Regions from separate parts of the Mus musculus genome. Here all the other regions are linked to region 1. Evidence: chromatin contacts called from public Hi-C and promoter capture Hi-C data. All regions are on one chromosome and are shown on one strand. Each heading gives the region's core, a stretch centred on a gene start, on an enhancer-like site or on the middle of the called end of the contact. The rest is flanking DNA. Distances are from core to core; before and after follow the strand shown. Region 1 holds the start of Tmed3 (transmembrane p24 trafficking protein 3). Region 2 holds the start of Bcl2a1b (B cell leukemia/lymphoma 2 related protein A1b). Region 3 has its middle 53 kb from the start of Mthfs.

What was found. Promoter capture Hi-C pulls out the DNA fragments that hold promoters and counts their contacts. Hi-C and Micro-C count contacts between places; a contact is called where the count stands out from the background.
Region 2: a contact with region 1 is called in a Hi-C map of B cells, with 13 read pairs. The contact joins the promoter of Bcl2a1b here to the promoter of Tmed3 in region 1. A contact is called at or near these places in 1 of 39 promoter capture datasets (the C10 cell line), 2 of 484 Hi-C or Micro-C datasets (B cells and bone marrow-derived macrophages), 2 of 115 datasets of contacts at active chromatin or transcription factors (memory CD8 T cells and microglia) and 2 of 9 other capture datasets (adipose tissue and liver).
Region 3: a promoter capture Hi-C map of liver shows a contact between it and region 1, with 4 times the contacts expected there. The contact joins the enhancer-like site here to the promoter of Tmed3 in region 1. A contact is called at or near these places in 14 of 39 promoter capture datasets (the 3T3-L1 cell line, the C10 cell line, HPC-7-derived erythroid cells and 9 more), 1 of 484 Hi-C or Micro-C datasets (bone marrow-derived macrophages), 2 of 115 datasets of contacts at active chromatin or transcription factors (bone marrow-derived macrophages and microglia) and 3 of 9 other capture datasets (adipose tissue, liver and macrophages).

What each region holds. Positions count from the first base shown.
Region 1 is chr9:89,702,968-89,707,361 of GRCm38.p6, reverse strand. Tmed3 (transmembrane p24 trafficking protein 3) reads left to right here and starts at 2,319. Exons shown (of 3, transcript NM_025360.2): 1 at 2,319-2,616; 2 at 4,342-4,394. The coding sequence starts at 2,437.
Region 2 is chr9:89,197,241-89,201,634 of GRCm38.p6, reverse strand. It overlaps Bcl2a1b (B cell leukemia/lymphoma 2 related protein A1b), which reads right to left and starts at 2,362. Exons shown (of 2, transcript NM_007534.3): 1 at 1,856-2,362. The coding sequence starts at 2,275.
Region 3 is chr9:89,262,329-89,266,722 of GRCm38.p6, reverse strand. No RefSeq gene overlaps it. Among named protein-coding and RNA genes, the nearest start is that of Mthfs, 53 kb to the right of the region's middle. Within about 2 kb of position 1,977, at least 4 of the 459 cell types and tissues checked have an H3K27ac peak or open chromatin away from gene starts, as enhancers often do. A contact at or near this core is called in liver, where this site is marked.

The sequences.
Region 1 (4,394 bases), core at 1,070-3,569:
GTATGTCGGGAAACAAAGTCACAAGCCAGCAGAGACAATGGATGATGTACATTTGATATCTGTACCCATCCGGAAGCCTTCCTAATCCTGCTGTTCCTTCCTCCAAGATTAACAGAACATTTAGCCCCTTGCCGTGAAGTTCAAGTATATCCCCTCTTATTGTAGACCCTGGTCTGACTTGACTCTGCCTGACAGGCAGGCTTTCACAGAAGCAGGCAAGATGACTTCCCGCAGTAGCCTCCTAGTGGTGAGAGAATGCCTGGAAGAGAAAAAGGCATTAGAGCCAGTAACCTGTATCTGCCCTAGACATGCCAGTGGGGTTATCTTGCACAGCCCAGCACAGATGGACTCTAGATGAATGTAGCATCATGGGCAAATCCAGGGAAGACTGCCTGACGTTCAACTGTCCAAAACCATGGACTCACAAAACCATGGAGATTATAAATTGAGGCTGGCTCAAGCTGCTGACACACAGAAAAAGTGAACAATGACAAGAGCTACTGAATTAAACATCCCGGGCTCCTTATCAAATAGGAGCAAACTTATTTTTTTTAAAGACATGGCTACTAGTGAATATTAATTAATATAAACTATGTTGAGCTGGTTACTCAATTAATATAAATTATGTTGAGTTGAATAGTGAGATGACAGTGTGTCTGGTACATTGTTAGTGCCCGCACACTTTTAAAGCTTTCATTTCCTATTGGTTTTTAGCTTCCATGCTAAGTCCTGCTATTTATTTATTTTCCCTTGGGCATTCTCTGTTTGAGTCAGCTTCCTGGCAATGTCTATGCTGGCTTCCTCCTAATCACATTCCTTTGACTAGTGCCCCAAACGGAAAATAGCTCTCCTAAAACAATACAATAGGTACCACCTGATCACTGTCTGCTAAGGCAATAATTTATTTTTTTAAAACTCAGGCATTTTCTCTTGTCTTATATGTAGTTTGATGCTGATTCCAATTCTGCCTGCTCCAACTTAAAGAGCTGTGAAACCAGGCCTCTTCTTTTGAACCACTGCAGATTCCCCCTCCCTCCCCCACCCTCCCAACCCCCATCCCCACCACCTGGAACTTAAATGTAGCGCTTCATCTTTAACTTGTGGGAACTTCAGTTTTGTTTTGTTTTGTTTTGTTTTGTTTTTCTTCACTTGATTTTCCAGTTAGATGATTATAACTTTCACATCTTCAAATACTCTTCATTAAAAATGTTAAGAGTTGGAGGAGAGATGGCTCACTGGTTAAGAATACTTCTAGAGGACCCCAGTTTGGGTCCCAAAAGCCTTATCAAATGAGTGACAACTGCCTGCAATTCTAGCTCCAGGGGATCCAAAGCCTCTGGCCTCTTTGGAGACCTGCATTCATATATACATACTCATATACACACATGTGCATACACATAATTGAAAATAAGAAATATAAGTCAATGTTAAATAGGACAAGCAGGGAAGGAGCCCCAAGGCACACAGCTCAACACCTCTTTCACATCTAATCTAGCACAGAGATAGTACATTTTATTAATAATTATATTATGGGTGCTGCTTTCATGCACATTAGCTCCTTGATACAGGATCCAGTATGGCCAGTGGTAGTGTATGCCAATTTTATCTATGTGGTAGTATATATGAGTAGTGAAATTCTTTGTTAAAATTAAGATTCACCATATCTAATAATGTTCTACTGACAGTAAGTGTTTATGTATCAGCAAATATTATAACATGTAATGTCTCTTTGTTTATGGACTATGGTGAACATAAAATCATATATATCCTTCTTAGGGCAGTTGTCATGAATAAGACAATAAATCAACTTGTCTTTCAACACTTTTAGAAGTTAAAGGGGATGGCAGATTCTCTCTGAAAAAATTTTCAATGTGACCCGAATGCGAAAACATAATTGAAATCCTTTAGATGCTTTTATTTCCAGAAGGGAGTCTGTGTGCAAGAAAACCTGTTTTCCCCCAGTGTAGCCATGGGGTTTACTTTGTTGAACACTTCTTCACCTTAGGTAGGAGGGGGGAGTGGAGGATCCGTCGCCTCCCTTCCCTGCGGTTCCTTTCTAGTCCATCGAGTCCTCCTAACTACTGAATGTGTTCATTACGTCCGGGATTTCTCCGGAGACGTGGCAGACACTAAGTGACAGCAAGTCAGAAACAGACTAGAAGCCCAACGGTTTCCGAGTTGAAGGGACGCACTGAGAAGTACCCGAGTCCAAGAGCCGCATCAAATACAATAGCGCCTAAACTCAGTGATGCGCTTGCGCAGCGGGCGGAAAGGTTCCCCGCCCACCTCTCTGGTGTGCGGCTGCGCGCGGAGTGGCCGCCACCCGGAACCGCTGTGCTGAGCTCGCGCCACGTCTCTTCAGGGGGCCCCTCCCCTCTCCCTGCTGTCCCTGCTGTCGCTGCGCGGGAGCCTAGAGAGGACTAGGCCCGGAGCATCATGGTCCACGAGGCTCCGCACGCTTCATCCTTCCAGATGCTGCTACAGCTGCTGCTTCTGCTCCTGCTCCGGGCCGAGCCACTGCGGAGCGCTGAGCTCACCTTCGAGCTGCCGGACAACGCCAAGCAGTGCTTCCACGAAGAGGTGGAGCAGGGCGTGAAGTTCTCTCTGGATTACCAGGTGCGGCCCTAGCCGCGTCTCACTGGGGCTACTGGTGCGCCGCCATCCGGAGCGGCCAAGATTAGCCACCAAAGGCTGAGGGGGTCGGGGATAACAACCCCAGACCGGTTGACTTCTCCCTGAGAAGAAACGTTTGTATCTGCCAGAGCCCTCCCGAAGTGGGCCAGGGGCACTGGGGAGTTAGGCAGGCTACAGGTGAGCGCTCAGGATGGGGGGCCTGTTACCGCCCCCTGTCGCCCCCTGCAGAATTGACCAGAATGACCTCTCCCAGGTACCTCCAGGAACATCAGTATTAATTAGCTGGACACCCACTGGGTGGCAGTCTGACCCAACTGTCACTTTGGGCTGGGTGTCTTGCTGGTGCTGAAGTCAGCTGCATCCTTTACAGCTGGAGTTTGGGGTGACATAGTTGGAGTGATGAAGGGTTTTTTTTTTTTGAAAGGAGGGTTCAGTGCAGACTTCGAACCCTGCCAGTGTATACTTAAGGACAGTCACACACACTCCCTCCCCAGTGGTGTGGCTATGTGGCTTGCCTCTCTGCTTACCATATGGCTCAACAAAGTTAGGTCCTGCACTTTGGTCTCCATGGACAGATCTCATAGCTAACAGTTGCTTTGGTAAAGGCTCTATCCCCTAGGGTTAATGAGTAGGCATAGGGTCAGAGGGATGAATGACCACCATAAAGCAAGACCTCTAGAAATGAGGTGACACAGGCACCCCAGTTGTGTACAATGAGTAAGCCCTTCTATGGTAGACGCTCTGAAGGTTGCTTCTGCTGACAATTCCATGTATGGTGGAGTCACTGATGAGACTGCTCTCACATCTATGGACGACATACAGTGTGTGTGTGTGTGTGTGTGTGTGTGTGTGCCTGCCTCAGCACAGGCAGCCTAAGAATAAGAACAATATTCTTGGCTGGGCAGTGGTGGCGCAGGACTTTAATCCCAGCACTTGGGAGGCAGAGGCTGGTGGATCTCTGAGTTCGAGGTCAGCCTGGTTTACAGAGTTCCAGGACAGCCAGGACTATACAGGGAAACCCTGTCTCGAAGAAACAAAACAAAACAAAACAAAACAAACAAGAACAACAACAACAACCGCCCCCCCCACCCCAGCATTCTTGATGTGGCTAGTGAGGCTCCAGAAGCCGTTGAGGGTAGGCATGCCCCATCAGTGGGGGGAAATCTATAACCACCAAAGAGACAAGCCTCTGAGAATGTAAAGGGCTTTCTAGATTAGATTGCAGTGGGAAGAGCCACCCTAAGTGGGAGTACCATCATTCACCAGGCTGAATAAAAAGGAGGAAACCAGCTGAATGCTATCGTTCATTTCTCTGCTTCCTGACTCTGGATACCATGTGATTAGCCCCTACCCCTACCCCTGGAAGCCTTCATGTTCCAGATACCATGCCTTCTCCCTGATGAACTATGCCCTCAAATTTATTTGCAAGTCAAATAAATTTGAATTTATTTGCAAGTCAAATAAATTTGGATTTTTTTCCTTGAATTGCTTCTGTCAAATGTTTTGTAGTAATACTAAGAAAAACACCGAGTGCAGTGGTCACTGCCTCTTAACTGCGTAGGCTCAGCAGGATGGGAAGCTACATGGAGTCTGTGTTGGAAAATGGTGAGGGTTAAATTACAGAATGCTTAGCGGGGTCCCCGTTATGGTCAGCATTTCAAAGAATTGCTTGCCTCCCCATCACTGCACCCTTTTTGTGGTTGTCAGGTTATCACTGGAGGCCACTACGATGTGGACTGCTATGTGGAAGACCCCAGGGG
Region 2 (4,394 bases), core at 1,113-3,612, 510 kb after region 1:
ACACAGTGCAGCAGAAAATTTTCTAACATGTTTTAGCTAGACCCAAATCAATCCAAGTTAGAAAGAAGAGTAGTTGAAAAGGAGGACTGACTTAAGACAACACTAAGCAAGCAGACTTCTAACAAAACATAAATTGAACAGCCAGTGTTCAATAAAGTCACTTGCACCAAACTTTTAAATACTTGTAATTAATGAAAACATAAACAGTTTTTAGAAGATAAGAAACAAACTAAAAATACTCTGCCACATATAAGAATTCTCAGAGTTCTTATAAGTTAATACATCCATTGAAAACTGGGCAAAACAGGCAATTCTAAGAATTAGTCAGTAAACATGAATAGATGCTCAACATGAAGAGTAGCTGTGCTAGTAACCAAGGGGAAAAGAATTAACACAAAATAACTAGGTGTGTGTATTTAGTGTAACACAGTGGAGAAAGTTAATAAATTACTAGGACCTCATACTAGAGGACTTGGACCAAGGGAATACAGGATGCTCTCAACATGCTCTGGTAGAACCACTATGGAAGGGAAAACTCCAGTAATTTCAAAGTGGATATACACCCTGAGCAAGTAAATATACAAGCAAATATCCACCCTAGAAAACATACCTACACGCAGGAAAAGGTCTGGAAATAACTCAAATAAATATATGCCAGCTGGAAGAGGCCAAGTCTCCAACAACATGTATATACAACAAAACAGACTAAGAACTCGGTGTGGGATTAGAGATCTTGTTCACACAATACAGGGACTCCACGATTGATGTACTTCCTCAGACCATAAAATAGTCTTTAAAATGTTATTTTAAGTGTACTGGGTTGACGAAAGCAGTTACAGAATAAATCTATGTACTATTTGGGTGGGTGAGATGAATGAGTCCTTCATGTGACCAGAGGTGGCCTTCTACTGATTTACTATGTAGTTGAAGATAACCTTGAAGTTTTGGTCCGTTTATCTTTCTTTCCATGGTTCCATAATTGGCACTTCCTTGTATAGCCCAGATACCAATTTGTAAAATATTTCCCAGAAAGACTAACCATGAGGCTAAGGATACAGTACACTGATAAAACATATGCTCAGACCACATTAGGCTCTATATTTGACCCCTAGTGACTTTGTAGGGGAGTCTGGTTAGCTACACATAATAGTGTGCTAAGAAAATGGAAAAAAGTGTGTAAGTAATGTAGGTATAAAAGCATACACATAGTTGACTATTACAACACAGTGAAGTACATATGACAGTATTTAATACCAGCTCTTTCTGTACTAGTTCTAGATTGTCATGAGAAACCCTAGCAAGAGGCAGGCACTTGGGGATCTGCACTGCTGATATTGAAGATATTGTTTTAAAAAATATGGTGCTGATCTCAAGCCCAGACCTCACAGCTAGAATTAAAGCTGGAAACACAAATGTTCTCCAACTATAAAAAGACGGGGGTGGGGAGTGGGCTGGAGAGATGGCTCAGCAGTTTAGAGCACAGACTGCTCTTTCAGAGGTCCTGAGTTCAAATCCCAGCAACCACATGGTGGTTCACAATCATCTGTAATGGAATCTCATACCCTCTTCAGATGTGTCTGAAGACAGTGAAAGTGTACTCACATACATAAAACAAATGTATAAATCTTATTTTAAAAAGCCTTAAAGAAACATTTCAAGTAGAGGCCATTGGAAAGGACCCAGGGGATTTTTGTTTTGTTTAATTTTAACTCAGAGTATCTAAAAACAAGGCATACAAACAGACTGAAGTCCTTTGATTGTTACTTTCTTGTTTGTTTTAATTAGTAAGGAAACTCTTCATTCCTATTCTTCACTAGAAAAAAAAAATATATATATATATAGTCATCACACATACCCAACCTCCATTCCGCCGTATCCATTCTCCTGTGTTATTGATTATGAATTCTGCCACAAAACTGGAAACTTGTTTGTAAGCACCTACATCCAGGGCAATCTGCTCTTGCGGAAGTTTTTTGAGGAGAACACCCCCAAAGGCAAATATAGTCACAATCCTTCCCCAGTTAATGATGCCATCTTCAAACTCTTTTTCCATCACTTGGTTGAATATTATTCTGGCGGTATCTATGGATTCCACGTGAAAGTCATCCAAGTATGACTTCAGATTCTTTTCAACTTCCTTCTGAACGGAGAAAGCAACTCTTTGTAGCACTCTGCATGCTTTGCTTGGAGCCGACTCAAAGGCGGGTACCTGTAGCACATACTGAAGATAGTGCTCAGCCAGGGAGTGGATATACATGAACTCGTACTCAGCCATCTTCCCTGGCAGAGCTGACTGCTGCTGCCCACCTAGAGGCCAAGGAGGCAAAGACTGCAAAGATAGGTCTTGTCAGGGGAGGAACCCTAATCATATCTGGAGGCTGTTGGAATTTTTGTTTGCATCATGTCACAGCGTCCTTCCTTCTCGTCACTTATGTGCGTGGGCGGTCTGTGAAAGCCAAAGTTCAGACTGTGAAGGAGGAAAATGTTTCAGAGCAACACACCACTTCCTCTTCCTCTTCTGATTCAGTTTAAAAGTCAAAAATGAGAGGATGTGGAGAAACAAGATCCCTCTAAGTAGGTGGGAACTAGAGGCCCTTCAAAGTCACTCTGGCAGTAGTACACTTGAGAAGTAGATAGACCAGGTTGAGAGGAGACAAAGTTAGCTCTTTTCGTCAATTTAGAATTTCTGATAGAAAACGATCCGGCTATAAACCCAACTCAGTACATACTTCATTTTAAGTATTCGTTTACTTTTTTCTTTGGACTTGCCTGAGAGTATGTATATGTATCACGTGCCTGGAAACCCACAGAACCGAGAAGAGGGTGTCAGATCCCTTAGAACATGAGTAAGAGGCAGCCTGGTGTAAGCGCTGAGACGAAACCTGGGATCCCCTGAAACAGCAGCAAGTGTTCTTAATTCCTGAGTCACTCACCTCTCTAGTCCTTAAAACATTTTCTTATATCACATACATTATCCATTATCTGGGTTAGAAATCATGGGAGAAATTAGGAGTACTGACATAAGAGTCATAGTGCCTTGTTGCAGTTGTAGACAAATCCTTCTTCCTGTTTATTGTGGCTTTGGCTTGAACTTGAAAAAGGAAGCCATCGAGACTGACTTTAGAGGCTTGGGGTGAAGCTAAAGGAGATGACCTAAATACTGCTCCTGCTACTGTGTCTGTGAGATGTAGGTGCTTCATGATGCTCTCTTCATTCTGTCATGAATGAATGAGGATTTGGCTTCTCACGTACCCCCGGACCTAGTGAGTACAGAACTTCCAGAGTCCACAATTTGAAGTAAGAGAAAATATATCATTTTGTTGAGCTTTGATAAGCAACTCTGAGAGCTTAGTGGAGATTGTGAATCAGTGGTTAAGGCAACATTGAAACTTTGAATTGCATCTTAAGTCCCCTCACCTAAGCATGTAGCAGTGAAAGCAGCTGCTGAATGCATGGAGATGAGGAGCTATGCTTGCCTGAAGAGTCAGTGGTGGAGAAATAGAAACAATTCACATCCTTAGAAATATCAACTGTTTCCTCCTCCCGTTTTCCTCCTTCATACATGCAACGACTTCGATTCTTTGCATCAGCATCTAATGAGCAACGGCAAACACAGAAGAGAAATTCATTTACAACTTGTATTTATGAACCGTTACTATAAAGTTGAGAAGGGAGGGAGAGAGGCTGCTCAGAGTGCAGGGAAATAGAAACTTGTGGTAGATGTGGAAACACACAACAGTCATTGATTCAAAGCTAGCTGACCTGTCTTAAACCTACCACCAACTGCATTAGAGGCCACAGGCCCCACTGCCTGTTTCCATTCAGTGATAGCAAGGCAGGACTCTGAAGCCACACTCCCATACAAGCCAATGTCCTCAGAAGGAAACCGGTTATACAACTTTATGCAACATGTAGATTATATTAACCTGCTTTTTGAGTGCTCTCCAACCCCACTTCCCCCCACTTCTCTTCCTCACAAGGGTCTGCCCTGAGTAGTAACTCTCTTGCAGCTTGCCAGTTTCTTGTGGCTCCCTCCCTCTTACCCTCCCCTCTGCTCTTCTCATATCTACTTAACACAGAGTTTTCTTTTTGGAGTTTCCATACAGAACAGACAGCTCATGGTTCTAGAGCCACCGCAGTTCTCTAATATCTTACCGTGCAAAAGTCCTCTATGACTATTTCTGTTAGCTCAAAGATCACAAGGCCAGAACTCCTTTCTGGCCTCTAATGGTATTTGAGCATCCTAGGAGCCACCACAATGATAGGAGGATGGTTTTCCCCATCTCACAGTCCTGTGATGCTCAGAGTTACTGACAAAGTAATCAAAGAATGTGGCTTAAGAATTTCAATAGTCTTGTGTGGTCAGGGGTGCCTTTTCCATATCTTCTTCACGC
Region 3 (4,394 bases), core at 728-3,227, 440 kb after region 1:
AACTGTACCTGCCAGCACACCTGGAGGTACAAATTGGTAAAATGCAATCCCCTCAACTGGGGCTATAAAAGGAGAGCCCCAAGACAGATATGTATCAGGCACAGTGTCAATAATGGGCCGCTGCCTGTCTCCAGGCTCCAGCTCAAGTCTTTTCCTGCCCATGACCTTTAGACTACTTTCAATGGCACCACCAATTTCTCTAAGTTCTCTGACCTCTACAGATGTAGCCTGGAATGTATATACAAAAAGAGAAAAAAATTTAAATTAAAAAAAAAATCTGTTTGTCAATGGCCAGCTATCAAGAGAAATCAGATTACTTGGCAAATTCCAGCCAGCAGAACTGACACAACTTGGAAATTTATTGGTCATTCAATAAATTCTGACATAGTAGACAGACACAAATATGGCCATTTGTATTTCTGTCATTGCCCACTCATGACAGATGTCAACAGAAAATGATAGAAAACAGAACTGACTTCATTGGTCTGAGTTTGTACCTTCTACCTTATTCCTGCCTGGAAAGTTGACTCTAGAGGGACCAGAGGGCAGGCAGAAGTCTTATAGCCATGCAGATAAATCCCACATGCATAGAACGGACAAGCAGAGAATCAAAGGAAACCTGGAACCTAGCTCCTCCCTTAGCACCTACACCAACCTAAAACAGGCTGTGTGGGACCCATGTTATCTGTAACAGAACTACATTCATGAAGATACTCTGAGTCAAATGTGTTGCTCCCATCTGCACGAGCTCCCCTGTTTCAGATTCAGAGATTTTTCTGACTCTCTTTCCTGGAAGATTGAGATGGAACATCATAACAAGACAGTTCTCCACTTCTGATAATAATTTAAGACAATAGGTACTTCTACAGGCCCTACCCACCTACATGCTAGAAATAAGAAACTGGGCACAGTATCTAGAAGCCACAGCCCAGTTTCCAGGAGCACAGTGAAAACTTTCTGCTACTGGAAAAGCCTCATAACATACTTGCTGGACTTCAGATGCTCAAACCTCTTGATCCCCATACAATATCAGTACAGTACAGCTACCTGCACTCACATGACCTCAGATCTCTTCTGATACAAGAGGCCATGCACCCTTCTCAGCAGAGCCTCCTGCCCTACCCAGGCATCAGCATTGTCACTCTTCCACTGGCTCTTCCACTGCAACATCTCCTCCTGTCCTATCTCTATTTGGTCAACTTCCACAGGCACTTCTGTGCCCTCCCCTGCCCCAATTCTCGACAACCTTCTTTCTGCACAGACCGATGACACACCATCTATGTGTTGGTGAATTAATGAACTTCCCTTCTTTCTTTCAGGCTCAAGCCTCTGGTGCCCAACTGTCAGGTCAGCCTGACATCCCACTTGGATGATTCCTGAAGAGTCTTCAGCTGAACATGCTGAAACTTCAATTTTTATTTTATTAAAACCAAAAAGCAGATACCATTAAAAATGGCTATTATCAGAAAACAAAAATAACAAATGTCAGCCAAACTGTAAAAGCAAAGTTAAAACATTGGTACATGCCTATTCTTGGTGGAAATGCAAAGCGTTGTGGTCTCTGAGTGAAATAAAAATACAGTCGTAGCTGGGCAGTGGTGGCGCACGCCTTTAATCCCAGCACTTGGGAGGCAGAAGTAGGTGGATTTCTGAGTTCAAGGCCAACCTGGTCTACAGAGTGAGTTCCAGGACAGCCAGGGCTACACAGAGAATCCCTGTTTTGAAAAACCAAAACCAAAACCAAAACCAAAAACCAAAAAACAAAAACAAAACAACAACAATAGCAAATAAACCAAAACCAAAAACAAAAAACCAGTAGTTTCTACAGTAAAAATAAACAGAATCCTCATTGATTTGGAAATTCTTCTGTGAATATAAATTCCAAAAAGTAAATGCAGAGACTTTGAACAGCACTGCTCACAACAGTCTCATAATCAACAGGTGGAAACAGCAATTGCACAACACCAGATGACTGCAAAAGCAAACTGTGCCATAGACACACATGCAATATTATTCAGCCTAGTAGTGGAAGGAAACCATCCGTAGTGATGAAGCATGGAAACCAGGGCCAGCAATGAGCACACAAGGCAAGAACTCACCCAGTATGCTATAGCCCCAAAAGAAAGGGAATTCAAACTTATGTTACAACATGGAATAAACTTGAAGCTATTGTGCTAAGTAAAATAAAGCAATCATCAAAGGACAGAAACTAGAAGATTCCATGGTATACAAAGTACCTAGAGTAGTCAAACTCATGGAGTTAGAAAGTGAAATGGTATTTGGAAAATTATGGGAAGTGGAGCAAATAGAGACCGGTTGTTAGCCACTGGGAAAAATGCTTCTCTCTCCAGTCACTCTAGACTGTGTGCTCTGAAGCTGTTAGTGCCCAAGTGGAGAATGAGGCTTCCTATTCTCCTATGGACAAGTACAGCTTGCTGTGTTGCCTAGACTATGACGAATCCTGGTTGGCACTGCGTAGCAGGCTGAAGAGGGGTGTCCCTGGAATGCAAGAGATCTGATAGGGTGTATGGCTCATGTCCAGTGATTGAAAATGATAGAGAGCTAGCTAGATGGTTCAATGGGCAAAGGTATTTGCGGCCAAACCTGAAGATGATGCAATTTTGATCTCTAGAATTCACATGGTAGGAGGGAAAAACTCATTCCTGGAAGCTCTATCCTGACCTCTACACAGGAGCCATGGTAAGCATGTCAGGGCCCCATATACACATAACAAATGCATGGGATAATAAAATGCACAAAATTAATGGATACTTACATTCAATTACATGACTATGAATAGTCTAGGATCAGCAAACTATACCCTACAGCATCTTATTGTGACATTGCAACATCCAATTGAGTGGTTGAAACAGAATCACTAAGTCTTATAATATTTGCTTAACTTCCTAGACCCTTAACTGAGGAAGGTTTGATGACTCCTGGTCTAGACCTACCTACTCCTGGGTACTTGCAGAAAGCAAAGGTGATATCAAATAATGGATTGTAACTAGCTATGATTATATGACTAGTTACATAAAGGAGACCCATAATATTTATATTACTTTTATATAAATATTTATATAGTGGGAATGTTTATATAATAGGAATGTAGCTCAGTTGGTAGAATGTTTGCCTAAAAGGCACAAAGCCTTGGATTCAGTCCCCAGCGAAGCATAATCTGGCATTGTAGTGCATACTTGTAATTACAGCACTGATCACATGGTAATCACAGTTAATCATGTGTGTGTATCCTAAAGATAGATAGATAGATAGATAGATAGATAGATAGATGATGGGTGGATGCATAGATAGATAGATAGATAGATAGATAGATAGATAGATAGATGATGGGTGGATGATAGATAGATAGATAGATAGATAGATGATGGGTGGATAGATAGATGATGGGTGAATGGATAGATAGATAGATAGATAGATAGATAGATAGATAATACAAATAGCCAAAAAAAGTGTAATCATTACCTCAAGACCCAAAGGAATCCTCTGGGGAAAAGATTTGTGTCTGGTTGTATACAGTCCATAAGACAGAGATGTGGCTTTTCATTGTTTTTATGTGCATATGGCTTAAGATAACACAAGTAGGTGCTGGCTTAACAGAAACTACCCACAGCAACGTTCTGATGTGGTTGAGCTGAGCTACATTCCCCAGAATTCCATGTTCTGTAGGTTTCTGCTCAGCTCTGGGATCTTCATGGCAGATCTGAAAAAGCAGGGTACAAGCATTGGTCGTTTTCTACTGTACTTTGTCACTGATTTGACGCATAGCCAAGCCTGAAGTGTTCCCTCTTCCCTGAGTCCTGATTCAGCTTCTCTCACTCATAGGCTGAGTATGGACAAACAACTCCAGGATGACAGTCCCTGGCTCCTACATAACACCTGCGTAACTGCCAGGATCTCAAGTCTAAACTATCCTCTGCTCTTCAGCTCAATCTGCACTCCTGTCTCACATCCATCTTCCAGCCATAAGCACCTCTAGCATCCAGGAATCCAACATTTGTCAAAAAGGACCAGCTATAGATCGGTGGGATCCCTCTGTGGTTTTGCTTCTCTCTGTGAACTCTGATTTCTATACCATGGTAGTAGACAATGGATATACAGAGTCTCCGAGGGTTTCATACTACAGTGGAAGGAAAGGAGACCCAAACTATTGAAATAGAAGGGAAACAGGATGGAAAGAAGAAAATAAACAATATGCTTGGGGAGTGCGTAGGAGTCACGAAGGCGTTATGGACAACCAATATAATCTTGGCTCTACCAGGTATGTGACCTTGGCTATATCACCAGTGGCACCTTACTTTCTTTCACTTGGCCCACAAGGTATGTAAACACAAGAGGAAAACATGACATCTTTTCCCTTTGTTTCTTGTCTGTCT